3 separate regions of the Mus musculus genome follow, and all the other regions are linked to region 1. The links are chromatin contacts, called in public HiChIP or PLAC-seq maps. All regions are on one chromosome and are shown on one strand. The core of a region is the stretch at or near the end of the contact, and the rest is flanking DNA. Distances in the headings are between cores, read along the strand shown.

Region 1 (4,061 bases), core at 845-3,344:
TAGTCGTCACTCATCTAATCCTGCCAGTTTTCAAAGACTCGGAACAGCCTCTATTCTCTGCATTTTGGGGGTGTCTCTCATTCTTCCCAAAGCAAATCATGCCATCCAAGGGGGCGGGGGGTGATCTAGGTCTCAGAGTCTTAGGCTTTGGATTCTTCATAGTTCTGATAGGATTTGCCCTGCGACCTTGGGCAAATCACTTCCTTCTGGGGACTTGGCTTTTCCATCTGTAAAAAGGGCCTTACGCCTCCATTCCTGGGACCAGAAGACACTTGCTTGAAGCAAGGCACAACCTAAAGGAAGGCCTACTAGCAGGAGATAGAACCTGAGGACCCAGTTCACAGGAAGGTCTACCCTTGCCTGCAGATTCAATTTCTCTGCAGTAGGGAAGGAATTCCCTCCTCACTCTCGATCATTTTAGGGATAGTGTTATGCCCCCACCCAATCCTACCACCTCCCCTCCTGCTGAGTGCCAAGCAAGCCATCCTCTGCCCAGGGGATTTTGTAGTGCTCCCTCCTCTTCCTTGCAGCCCAGGCGGCCAGTGGTCATCATAGAGTCAAGTCACACACCTACCCCGACCCTGACTCTACGCCTTCAGCCTCCCAGCCAGGGTATGGTCCCTTCTACAATATCCAGGAGCTTCGGAGTTAGAGAACGTACTAGAAAGCTTAGAGTTACTGCCAAGAATCTTTAACTCCCAGCCATAGCTTCCTCCCATGCACATCCTGACTAGAAAGCTGGGGGGGGGGGGAGGGAGGGAGGGAGGGCAGGAGAGAGAGAGAGAGAGAGAGAGAGAGAGAGAGAGAGAGATCAGCGGAAGCCACAACCCCTCACCCTGAGTGACCGGAAACAGAAGACCACGGGGTGTCAGGGACAAGAAGGGCGGGTCTGCAGGGAAGAAAGGACAATGTCTTAAGGCTCACAGGAAAGATTTCCAGATAGCTTAAGATAACCTCTTAAGAGGGACAAACTAGAAGTCTCCCTGCCCTGGGCTCACCCACAGTTCAGGAGTGATGGGGAGGGAGGGGGCGGGAAGGAGTAGGACTAGGTGAAGCTGCTAGTCCTCTCTGGTCTGTGATTGGACAGGGGCACTAAAGGGGGCAGAAAGTAGATCTGCTTTTCTCCCAGGGCCTGCACACGGAGGCATTGAAAAGACAAAAAAGGCTAGCAGAGAACAAGTCCCTCCTTGACCTTTCCCTATCACCTGCCTCTCGGGTCAGGCCTTCCCGATAGCATCCATAGTGGGGCGGGGCGTGATGAGATGCCCCCTCTGCACTCTCTCTACAACCACCCTCGCCTCCGGAATAGAACCCAATGTCTCGGATGAGGACTATGGTGGGGGTTTTCAAGGTCTGGTCTGGGGGCTGGAGGGTTGGATCCCAAGGTGATATTGAACCTGGCCAAGCAATAGTTTCTGAGTAGAAAGGACTTGAGCAGGGACCGTCTCTGGTCACTCTGTCCTCTTTCCCAGGATGGAGTCAGTCTGTGAAACATGGTTGCACACACATTTCCTGACCCAACCCATAGTGGCGGAGAGCTGGATAGCACTTTGAACTAATGGGCGCTCCTCCCAGCTGCCAGCCAAGAAGACACTTGACTCCTTGATCGCTGGTTCATTTAGACAAGCCGTTTCCCTCTCTGAGCCAAAAGACCCCATGTGTAATACTCAAAGAAGAGGCCTTCCTTATATATATATAGGCACCCCCAAACCTCCTTCATGCTACCAAGAAAGGGTCTGGACACATGCCAAAAAGAAAGAGGAAAAGGCAAAGCTCTCCCCAGCGGCCGGACGGGACTCTTCTGGCTGGGCGAGGCTCTTTGAGGAACCGAGAGTTGCTGGGACTGAGCCCGCGACGGGGGAGGCGTGGAGTGGGGGAACAAACAGAGTGCTGCTCCCCTCCCCCGACCCCTGCCCTTTGTCCGGAATCCAGCTGTGCTCTGCGGGTGGGGGTTGTGGGGGGAGGAGCGGGCTCGCGTGGCGCAGCCCCTGGGCCCCCTCCGCTGATTGGCCCGTGGTGCAGGCAGCAGCCCGGCAGGCACGCTCCTGGCCGGGGGCAGAGCAGATAAAGCGTGCCAGGGGACACACGACTTGCATGCAGCTCAGAAATCCCTCTGGGTCTCATCACTGCAGCAGTGGTCGAGTACCTCCTCGGAGCTTTTCTACGACTTCCAGACGCAATTTACTCCAGGCGAGGGCGCCTGCAGTTTAGCAGAACTTCAGAGGGAGCAGAGAGGCTCAGCTATCCACTGCTGCTTGACACTGACCCTATCCACTGCTGCTTGTCACTGACTGACCTGCTGCTCTCTATTCTTTTGAGTCGGGAGAACTAGGTAACAATTCGGAAACTCCAAAGGGTGGATGAGGGGCGCGCGGGGTGTGTGTGGGGGATACTCTGGTCCCCCGTGCAGTGACCTCTAAGTCAGAGGCTGGCACACACACACCTTCCATTTTTTCCCAACCGCAGGATGGCGCCTCATCCCTTGGATGCGCTCACCATCCAAGTGTCCCCAGAGACACAACAACCTTTTCCCGGAGCCTCGGACCACGAAGTGCTCAGTTCCAATTCCACCCCACCTAGCCCCACTCTCATACCTAGGGACTGCTCCGAAGCAGAAGTGGGTGACTGCCGAGGGACCTCGAGGAAGCTCCGCGCCCGACGCGGAGGGCGCAACAGGCCCAAGAGCGAGTTGGCACTCAGCAAACAGCGAAGAAGCCGGCGCAAGAAGGCCAATGATCGGGAGCGCAATCGCATGCACAACCTCAACTCGGCGCTGGATGCGCTGCGCGGTGTCCTGCCCACCTTCCCGGATGACGCCAAACTTACAAAGATCGAGACCCTGCGCTTCGCCCACAACTACATCTGGGCACTGACTCAGACGCTGCGCATAGCGGACCACAGCTTCTATGGCCCGGAGCCCCCTGTGCCCTGTGGAGAGCTGGGGAGCCCCGGAGGTGGCTCCAACGGGGACTGGGGCTCTATCTACTCCCCAGTCTCCCAAGCGGGTAACCTGAGCCCCACGGCCTCATTGGAGGAATTCCCTGGCCTGCAGGTGCCCAGCTCCCCATCCTATCTGCTCCCGGGAGCACTGGTGTTCTCAGACTTCTTGTGAAGAGACCTGTCTGGCTCTGGGTGGTGGGTGCTAGTGGAAAGGGAGGGGACCAGAGCCGTCTGGAGTGGGAGGTAGTGGAGGCTCTCAAGCATCTCGCCTCTTCTGGCTTTCACTACTTGGATCCCTAGCCCTCTCACAGGGCTTAACTAGGCTTCTCATCGGTACCCTTGCTGCTGCGCACAGCAGACATTGGGGGCTGCTCTTCTCTTAACTCTCCTCGGTGCAGCCACATCAAACTCTCGCTCCAAGCATTTGAGAATGGTAGCACTACCTAGTTGGAGACTCCCATACTTCCTGGTGAGTCTGCCCTCATTCAAATCTGCCGGCCTCCGACCATCCATCACTTTTTCCAGGGTGACCTAATCCAGTGTTGCGTCTTACCTCACTGGCTCCTCCATCCAGCTCTTGGCCCATAGATGATGTTCGTCGTCTTTACTGCCCGCTACATGCAGGGTTTCTGAGCTTCTCCATTCTGCCTTAGTCCACGAAGGTGATCTGCCTTCTTCTGCACTTTTCAAGTCGTTACCCTTCCCCCAAGGGAGACCAGGCTGTGAACCGGAAAGCCCTAGCCTATGGCTAGAGCATCTCTCCAACTTGTCTCCCGTGTCTAAAGTGTGAGTTGCAGGGACGGTTCCTGAAGCACTGTTTGTCTCCCTAAAAAGGAAAAAAAAAGAAAAAGAAATCAGTTTGTAAATGATATAATGCCTTTTGAAATGAATTTTGTTATGGTAAATTATATGCCTCCTGCCCCATTTTTACACATTTGTATTTATTGATGCTATTTCGTGGTAGGAGAGTTTATATTTTGTACATAAGAGTATCAAGGACTGGTGATTGAGATTTTGAGCTAACAAATAAAAGATGAACGTCGAGAATCTTCACAAGGTGACTCCATTGTGCGCAGAGAAGGGGAGGAGGGTGACAGCCCAGGCTGGGGGTGTCTAGAGTA
Region 2 (4,061 bases), core at 702-3,201, 440 kb before region 1:
CACACTTGGCGAAACAGAAGTCTGATTCCACATTTACATTACAGTTGCTTATAGAAAGCACCAGAAGACAGAACAAAATCCGAAACAAAACATGCTGGATGTGTCCTGAGATCACCTTTACAGGGGAAGGAGACTGGTTCTGTGGGCAAAGGGTATATTTGCCAGGGACAGAGAGAGACCTGAGAGTCAGAGTTCTGAGGGCCTTAACACAAGGTGCTGCTGGCTGACTTGGGCCGTCTGTACTGTGATCAGCCCTAAACCACCTTAATCAGGAACAGAGGGCGCTGGAGACTTGAAGGGCATCAAGGGGGAATTAATGGATTCTAGAGAGTCTTAATTGCTAGGAAGTTGGGGAAAGTAGATCTTGTCATCTGTGTCTGCAAACCCAGGACTGCCTGCTCTGAGAATGCGCTTCATTCCAGTTCTGTCTGCCTCAACCGCTGTTTGCCCTTATTAGGTAGGTTTGTGACACAGGAGCACTGGAAGCATTAGGTGTGAGGCTGGGAAAGCAGCAGCAGTGTTAACTCCATTCCCAGAAGTCTCACTGAACATTAATACATCCTCTAATCCCAGCACTCTAGAGGCAGAGGCAGGCCGATTTCTGAGCCAGCCTGGTCTAGAGTGATTTCCAGGACTGCCAGGGCTACACAGAGAAACCCTGTCTCGAAAAACCAAGCCAAACCAAACCAAAAACCATTAATATACTTTAGAGAGATTCATGAAGTCTCTCCAAACATACCTGTTCATGCCCACCTGTCCTTGGAAAGTGAGGAACTTTTTAATACTATATTTTATGTGTACGTGTTTGCCTGCCTGAGTCATGAGTTCAGGGGACAGCAGATGCCAGACGAGAGTATTGAATATCCTGGAATTATAATTACAAGCAACTGTAAGGTACCATGTGGGTGCTGGGAACCAAACTAAGGTCCATGCTTAGAGCTGTAAGTGCTTAGAGCTCTTAAGTGCTGAGCCCTCCTCTCCAGTCTTGATTTTTACACTTGTAAATGGTGGAGGAGATGAGCTGTTATGAAATTCGAATTACGAGACTGGGTTATATGCTGAATATTTGGAAGTGATGATTTTATAGCCCACAAAACCTGAACTAGTTCAGTCTGTACTTTCAAAGTATTTGCCCTGACCTAACATAAATCCGGAGTGGTGGTTAGACATGTCGTGTGAAAGGTTGTATAATACATGGTTAAATAACCCATGGGTAAAGTAAAACTGTAATCCCTGGACTCTAGGGAGGATGTAGGCAGAAGAACTGCCGAAGTTCGATGCCAGTGTGGGCCAAAAAGTGGCACCCTGTGCCACTTTCAAAACAATTTATGTATTTAGGAATTTTAGTAACTGTCCTAGGAGCAATTTTGTGAGTCGCATGCCCCCTAGTGGATTGTTGTAGGATTTACAAAATTTTTTAAGTAGATCGGGGTTTGGTGGCTTGGGAGGTAGAAACTGGTAGATCCCGAGTTCGAGGCCATCCTAGTCTGCAGCTCGAGTTCCTGCACCAAGCAGAGAAACCCTATCTCGAAAATCCAGAATAAACACATGTATGTATGAATGTACGTACTGAATCAACCAAGGGTTCCCTTGGCCCATATTGTTCCACTGTCAAGAGACGGAGGTTGCTTACATCCGTGCAGTGGCTGTAGGGTACAGTTAGATGCCGGTCAAGTACGAGATTCGACTGGGGAGTGTCGCCCTTGTCGGTTTCCCTGTGACGCTTCACGTCTGTGTCTCAGGAGGTTTCTTTTCACCTCTTCCCCCGCCCCTCCACCCCGCCACCCCAAACCCAAGGATTCCTAGGCTGGCTAAATTAAGAGGGCGGGGAAAGGAGGATTAGCAAACGAGGAGTAGCATCAATAGCCAATCAGGACTCGGCGCTGTGCCCAACCAATAAGAGCGGTCGCTTGAGGTTTAGCCAATCGGGCTCGGCAAGGAGGCCTGAGTCAGAGTTTGCGCCAGTCGCCCTGTGGTGACAGCCGTTGTGCGACGTCTTGGGGAAGCCATGGGGCGGCAATGGGGACCCTCTATGAGAGTGGCGGAGCAGGCGGGCTGCGTGGTGAGCGCCTCGCGGGCCGGACAGCCTGACGCGGGCTCGTGGAGCTGCAGCGGGGTGATTCTGAGCCGTAACCCAGGCCTAGTGCTGTGCCACGGAGGCATCTTTACCCCCTTCCTGCGGACGGGCAGCGCGGCGCTGACCCAGACGGGCACCGCCTTCCTGCCGGGCGACAGTTGCAGCGATGACCTACGTCTCCACGTGCAGTGGGGACCCACGGCTGCCAGCCCTGCCGGTCGCGCGGATCAGGAACTCCCGGGGCTGTGCACGCCTCAGTGCGCAAGCCTGGGCCTCGAACCCGGCGCCCCGAGCCGGGCCCGCGCGCGGCCTCTGCAGCCCCCGCGACCAGCGCAGCTGCTGTTGCTGCTCAGCTGCCCGGCCTTCCGCTCGCATTTCGCTCGGCTCTTCGGGGCCGATGCGGTCGATCAATGGCACTTCGTAAGCTCGGCGCCCGACGATGCGGTTTCGGAGGAGGAAGAGGAGGACCAGCTGCGCGCGCTCGGCTGGTTCGCCCTGCTGCGGGTGCAGCGGGGCGCGGCGGCGGAGGAGAGGCGCGGACCGGTGGTGACCGTGGCACCGCTCGGGGCCGTGGTCAAGGGCGCACCGCTGTTGGCTTGTGGCTCTCCGTTCGGTGCCTTCTGCCCGGACATCTTCCTCAACACGCTGAGCCGCGGCGTGCTCAGCAACGCGGCCGGGCCGCTGCTGCTCACCGACGCGCGCTGCCTGCCGGGCACGGAAGGCGGCGGAGTGTTCGCCGCTCGACCTGCGGGTGCGCTGGTGGCTCTGGTGGCCGCGCCGCTCTGCTGGAAGGCCCGCGAGTGGGTGGGCCTCACGCTGCTGTGCGCCGCCGCCCCGCTGCTTCAGGTTGCCCGCTGGGCGCTCGCCCGTCTGCACCCCGGCTCCGCTTCCCTGTCTGTGCTGCTGCCGCCACCCGATGTGAGCACGCCACGGGGCCTGCCTCTGCGCGATCTCGGACCCCCGTGGGCGGCCGCGGCGGTGCTGGTGGAGTGTGGTACCGTGTGGGGCTCCGGAGTGGTCGTGGCGCCTCGCCTGGTGGTCACCTGTCGCCATGTGGCACCCCGGGAAGCAGCCAGGGTGTTGGTACACTCCGCTACACCCAAGTAAGACTCAGGACTGCCCGCCCTCACCAGGCCCCCAGTGTTAGAGACCTCAGTTCATATTTGACAACCAGGACTCCAGTGAGGGGATCTGGGCCTCTTGATAGGGCCCAGCGAAGCTTGAGCAAACTGCCAGGCACAAGCGACTCTTAGCGCGGGGACCCGTGGGACTATGGGCAGCAGCAGGTAGGACTGGGTGACTTTGAGCCCTTTAGCTAGCATGAAACTCTTTGGGCAGCTTTTCTGTCTCTTGGCTTTGCAGTTTAGGCCCTGTGAAAGCCCTTTGACCATAGAAGGCTGACCCTAAGAACTTCAACCCTGTAAGTGATAAACGAAAGCCCTGAGGTAATGATTGATGTGGCATACCTAGTGAGGGCTCCCTTAGAGCCTCACCAGGACTGCCTTGCCACCTGAAGATGAAGCAAGGTTGTCCTAATGAGAGCATAGGGCTTGGACCCATGCGGATGGATGTGAGTGACCCCAGAGTGTAGGTAGGAAAGGAACTTTAGACAGTCAACTTACTTCCTCTGTGGAGAGACACCTTTGCTCTCCTTTTTTTGCCCTGGCAGTAGGCCAGTGGCCCTGGCTTTCTGGCATGGTTGTCTATGGTTCTGTGTCCTCTGTAGCCCCAGATACTTAACTTAGGACCTTGGCTTTATTTAAGCTTGTCCCTTGCCTGTCAGCCCAGGCCTTTCTGAACTTCTGAGGTTAGCCCTGTATGCCAGTGAAGCTCAGCTCTGCCAGGGCCCCCATGGGCAGGCAACTGAACATCTATAGTTTCCTAGAGACAAGGAGGATTGCCTATGGTGTGCCCCCAACTTCTCCCTCTCCCTTCGATGGCTGATCTTAAGGACATCACTAGGTTTTTCTGGAGGCAGCTCCCC
Region 3 (4,061 bases), core at 581-3,080, 370 kb before region 1:
GTCATCTCCTTGTCCCCAGACCTTGTGAATATTACTCTGTATGAAATGATTTTGCAGATGTGATTAACTTTAAAGTACAGATCCTCATACTTGGGATTGGCTGGGAATTCTTCATTCTATTGCCTCTACTCCTAAGTAGCTGAGATTACAGGTGAGAGCTGCCACACCTGGCTCCATGTTTCGTTTTAAAGAGTCTAATTATGTGGTCTTGGGTGGTCTCACATTCACTATGTAGATCAGGCTGGCCTTGAACTCAGAGATACCCACCTGTCCCCGCATCCTCAGTGCTGGGACTAAAGACATGCACCACCACAGGCCATAGTTTTACGTGGTGTTTCTCAAAAGGAAGCACGTTCCAGTGTCTCTAGTAATGAAGTCTTTTTTTCTTTTAGCCAGGGTCTCAGGTAGCCCAGGCTAGCCTGCAATATACCCACCTTTTGTTACTTGGTGGGTTTTTTTCTTCTACCCTTCTTCACCCCTTCTCAATCACCCTTTCAACCCAACACTAAATAAGAGAGATTAAAGGTTAAAGGGAAAGAGATACCTGCATAAAGTTAGGGGTGGGAAATGGGGCAACATTTTTGTTGTTAGACTACTTCCTGTTGAGTGTCAAGTTCCTTGGGGAAAGACAGGCTACCTAATTTCTTCTCTGCACTTAACAAACCATGATCAACAGTGACCTACAGCAAGCAACCAACAACCAAACAATACCCCCTGACCCCCACTCCCCACACTGCTTCTCAGGGCCCTAGCTCTTATATAGTCTCTGAAGATGTTCCAGAATTTAATATGTCACACACTCATAGAACCTATCTGCAGCTGGCAAAGTCACGCCCCTGCTAGAGCACAAGACAAATCACAGTCAGCTGCTGCGGTCAGTCCAAAGTAGCCACATATCCCACATCTGGGATTATAACAAGAACATATTTTAAAAATATTTCTGTGTTTTTTTTTAAAGAACCCAAAACTCCAAAATTGTCACTGTATTGGAAGTTAATATGCAGTTGAGGATGACCTTGATTGAACATGTGATTCTCCTGCCTCCATCTCCTGAGTACTGGGATTGAAGTCATGTACAACCATAACAAGTTTACATGGTGTTGGGGATCAAACCCAGACTGACCTTCCTGCACACTAGGCAAGCACCCCGTCTACAGGGCTACACTTCCAACCCCAGAATACCATTCTTTAAAACAGAAGCCTTCCCCAAAGGGCAGTATTGATGAATTATGTTGTTGCCTAGCAACTAGACAGCAAACAGAACCCAGAGTTTTGTTCCTTGGGATGGGGAGTCCAGGATGATTTGGGGGATACTTTTGAAGCCACACAGAGAGGTGGATTCCGTGTGACGCACCAAGGGACAAGGCTCTAGCTTACTGTCCCTTATGAAGCCATCTTCTAAGTGAAGACAGCTGTGGCATCCTGGACACACTTTTGCTCTTGTTATTTTGAAACAGGATCTTTCTATGTAGCCATGGGCAGCCTGTGTCAGGTTTGCTCAGACACAGTCTTTCTAAGGCTAAAAATAATTGTTAAAGGGCTGGGTTGGTCTCAAGCTGTCAGGTAAGTGAATATTGTGACCAAAAAAATATCATATACTATTTATAACTTATATAGTAAAGATCACAATATATAACAAAGTATAACAATATATAATTATGGAGCGGTATAATTCAGAGTAAGTAAATTACATAGGACAAAACAAGAGCAGAGTAAAGCCAGAGGCATTTCTAGGAAATGAGTCAAAGCTCTCTGCTCCAGGGTGATGGCATTCCCTTGTTGATACAAAGGAGAAAGTAAAAATAAACTGACATTCCTTCTGCCCACAGAGGCAGCAGCTCACATTTCCACAAGGCCGGCTTAGCCGCAGCCCACGTGACAACGAGAAAGCCAAAGGCTCAAAGGATGATGGGAGATAGTACTAAATGGATGCCCAGCTGCTGGGAGATACACAGCTAGGGTTACTGAACCTCGCACAGGACATTTTCTTATTTATTTTTGCATGTGCATATGTACATATGTGTGTTTCTGTGTATATGTACATGTACTGGATAGTTTTATGTCAACTTGTCATGGGCTAGAATCATCTGAGAACCCCAGTTGAGAAAACACTTCCGTGAGGTCAGGCTGTAGAGCATTTTCTTAATTCAGGATTGATGGGAGAGGGCCCAATCCCTTATGAGTAAGGCCACCCCTGGGCTGGTGGTCCTGGGCTCTATTAAAAAACAGGCGGAGCCTCTCCATGGCCTCTGCATCAGCTCCTGCCTCCAGGATCCTGCCCTGAGTGCCAATCCTGGCTTCCTTCAATGATGGACTACAATGTGGAAGTGCAAGATGAATAAACCCTTTCCTCCCCAACTTGCTTTTGGTCATGATGTTTCATCACAGCAATAGAAGCCCTAAGACAATATGTCTCTCTCACATATACATATATACATATATATGTATATATATATATATGCATATATGTGTGTGTATGTATGCATGTGTGTATCTATTCATGAGTGTGTATGTATGTATGCATGTACGTGTGTATGTATGCATGTGTGTGTGTGTGTGTGTGTGTGTGTGTGTGTGTGTGTAGGGGATGGGGAACTTGCATGAATGGCACTCCACAGAGTGCAACTAAACTCAGGTCATCGGGCTTAGTAGCACTTTCCTTTATACACTGTGCCATCTTGTAGGTTTAATTTCCTGTTGCATCCCAAAGTCTGTTAGGGTTGAGATATTTTACACATCAACTATGGAATTAAGAGTAATCAGTCCTGAGACATTTCCTTCCTTCCTTCCTTCCTTCCTTCCTTCCTTCCTTCCTTCCTTCCTTCCTTCCTTCTTTCCTTCCTTCCTTCCTTCTTTCCTTTCTTCCTTCCTTCTCTCTCTCTCTCTCCATTGTTTTCTTTTTATTCTTATTTTATGTGTATGAATCTTAATTTATTGATTTGTTTGCTTGGCTATTTATTTTATGTGTAAGGGTGTTCAGCCTTACACACAAGCATGCCTGCTGCAGGTAGGGACCAGACGAGAGTGCCGGATCCCGTGACTGCAGTTACAGACAGCCGTGAGCTGTCACACGGATGCTGTTGAACAATCCTGGGTCCTCTGGAGGAGCAGCCAGTGTTCTTCACCACTGAGCCATCTCTCTAGGACCTTCCCATAATTCTGAAGCAGGACATCCCTATTGCCCCTCTGGCACCCGCTGCAGGGCCTAGGGAACACCACGTAGGAGGATGGAAAGAACACTACAGAATTTGGTCCTGCGCATAAAAGGTGACCACAGCCATCATGGACACACAGTAGTTGCCACTACCTGAACAAGTCTGCACGTGGCGCCAGAGATGTGAGAAGGAGGGCACTGGCAGGGGATCAGAAGGAGTTGGCAGAAATGGGGGAAGGTGAGAGAGGCTATTGGGGTGAATGTGACTGCAGTCAATTCTATACAAGTATGAAATTGTCAAAAAAAAAAAAAAGAAAAAGTCTATAGAATGAGGCCTTTGTTTTGTTTTGTAAAACAGATCTTACTGTGAAGTCTAGGCTAGCCTAGGACTCACTGTGTAGCTCAGAGTGGCCTTGAACTTGAGGCTCAGCTTTTCAAATGATAGGATTACAAGTGTAAATAAGAACTGGTTCATTTATTGGGAGGAGAAAGGGGTATTTATGCCCCTGGGGAGGTGGCCAGGGTCTCTGGGGCCAGGTTTGTGTGGCTGTGCACCACTGGTCAGGGCAGGAGTGATGGAAGATGCTTTGTGTGCATATCCAGGGAATGTAGGGTCTGAGGAGGGGATGGGAAAGGGACCGTGGGGGTGGGGGAACCTTATAAGGTCAAACAAGGACCGAAGCCTGGTAACTGTCAGGGCAATAGATTCTTACTGGGGCTGATGGTAGGGGAGCCCCTATATGGCACCAGGTTGGGAGTGGGGAGGGAGCCAAGCCTTTCCATCCTCATGTCTGAGGTATCCGGGGTTGAAGCTCCCTCTGCCCTTCCCCCCTAACCCTGGGCCTATGGTGCCACAAAGGGTTCCTTCCGGGTTTTTTGTTTTGCTTTTTTTTTTTTTTTAAAGAAT

What was found. HiChIP or PLAC-seq counts read pairs in DNA pulled down with a chosen protein or histone mark.
Region 2: a contact with region 1 is called in an H3K4me3 HiChIP or PLAC-seq map of embryonic stem cells, with 6 times the contacts expected there. The contact joins the promoter of Tysnd1 here to the promoter of Neurog3 in region 1. A contact is called at or near these places in 3 of 39 promoter capture datasets (embryonic stem cells, hippocampal neurons and stem cell-derived epiblast-like cells) and 1 of 115 datasets of contacts at active chromatin or transcription factors (embryonic stem cells).
Region 3: a contact with region 1 is called in an H3K4me3 HiChIP or PLAC-seq map of stem cell-derived neural progenitor cells, with 4 times the contacts expected there. The contact joins the enhancer-like site here to the promoter of Neurog3 in region 1. A contact is called at or near these places in 5 of 115 datasets of contacts at active chromatin or transcription factors (embryonic stem cells and stem cell-derived neural progenitor cells) and 4 of 9 other capture datasets (adipose tissue, embryonic stem cells, embryonic tail and 1 more).

The regions. Positions count from the first base shown.
Region 1 is chr10:62,130,996-62,135,056 of GRCm38.p6, forward strand. It overlaps Neurog3 (neurogenin 3), which reads left to right and starts at 2,095. Exons shown (of 2, transcript NM_009719.6): 1 at 2,095-2,332; 2 at 2,467-3,768. The coding sequence starts at 2,468. The coding sequence ends at 3,112.
Region 2 is chr10:61,693,563-61,697,623 of GRCm38.p6, forward strand. Tysnd1 (trypsin domain containing 1) reads left to right here and starts at 1,952. Exons shown (of 4, transcript NM_027912.1): 1 at 1,952-3,180. The coding sequence starts at 2,009.
Region 3 is chr10:61,758,236-61,762,296 of GRCm38.p6, forward strand. All of the region lies in intron 1 of Macroh2a2 (macroH2A.2 histone), which reads right to left. Among named protein-coding and RNA genes, the nearest start is that of Mir5108, 14 kb to the right of the region's middle. Within about 2 kb of position 1,831, at least 105 of the 459 cell types and tissues checked have an H3K27ac peak or open chromatin away from gene starts, as enhancers often do. A contact at or near this core is called in stem cell-derived neural progenitor cells, where this site is marked.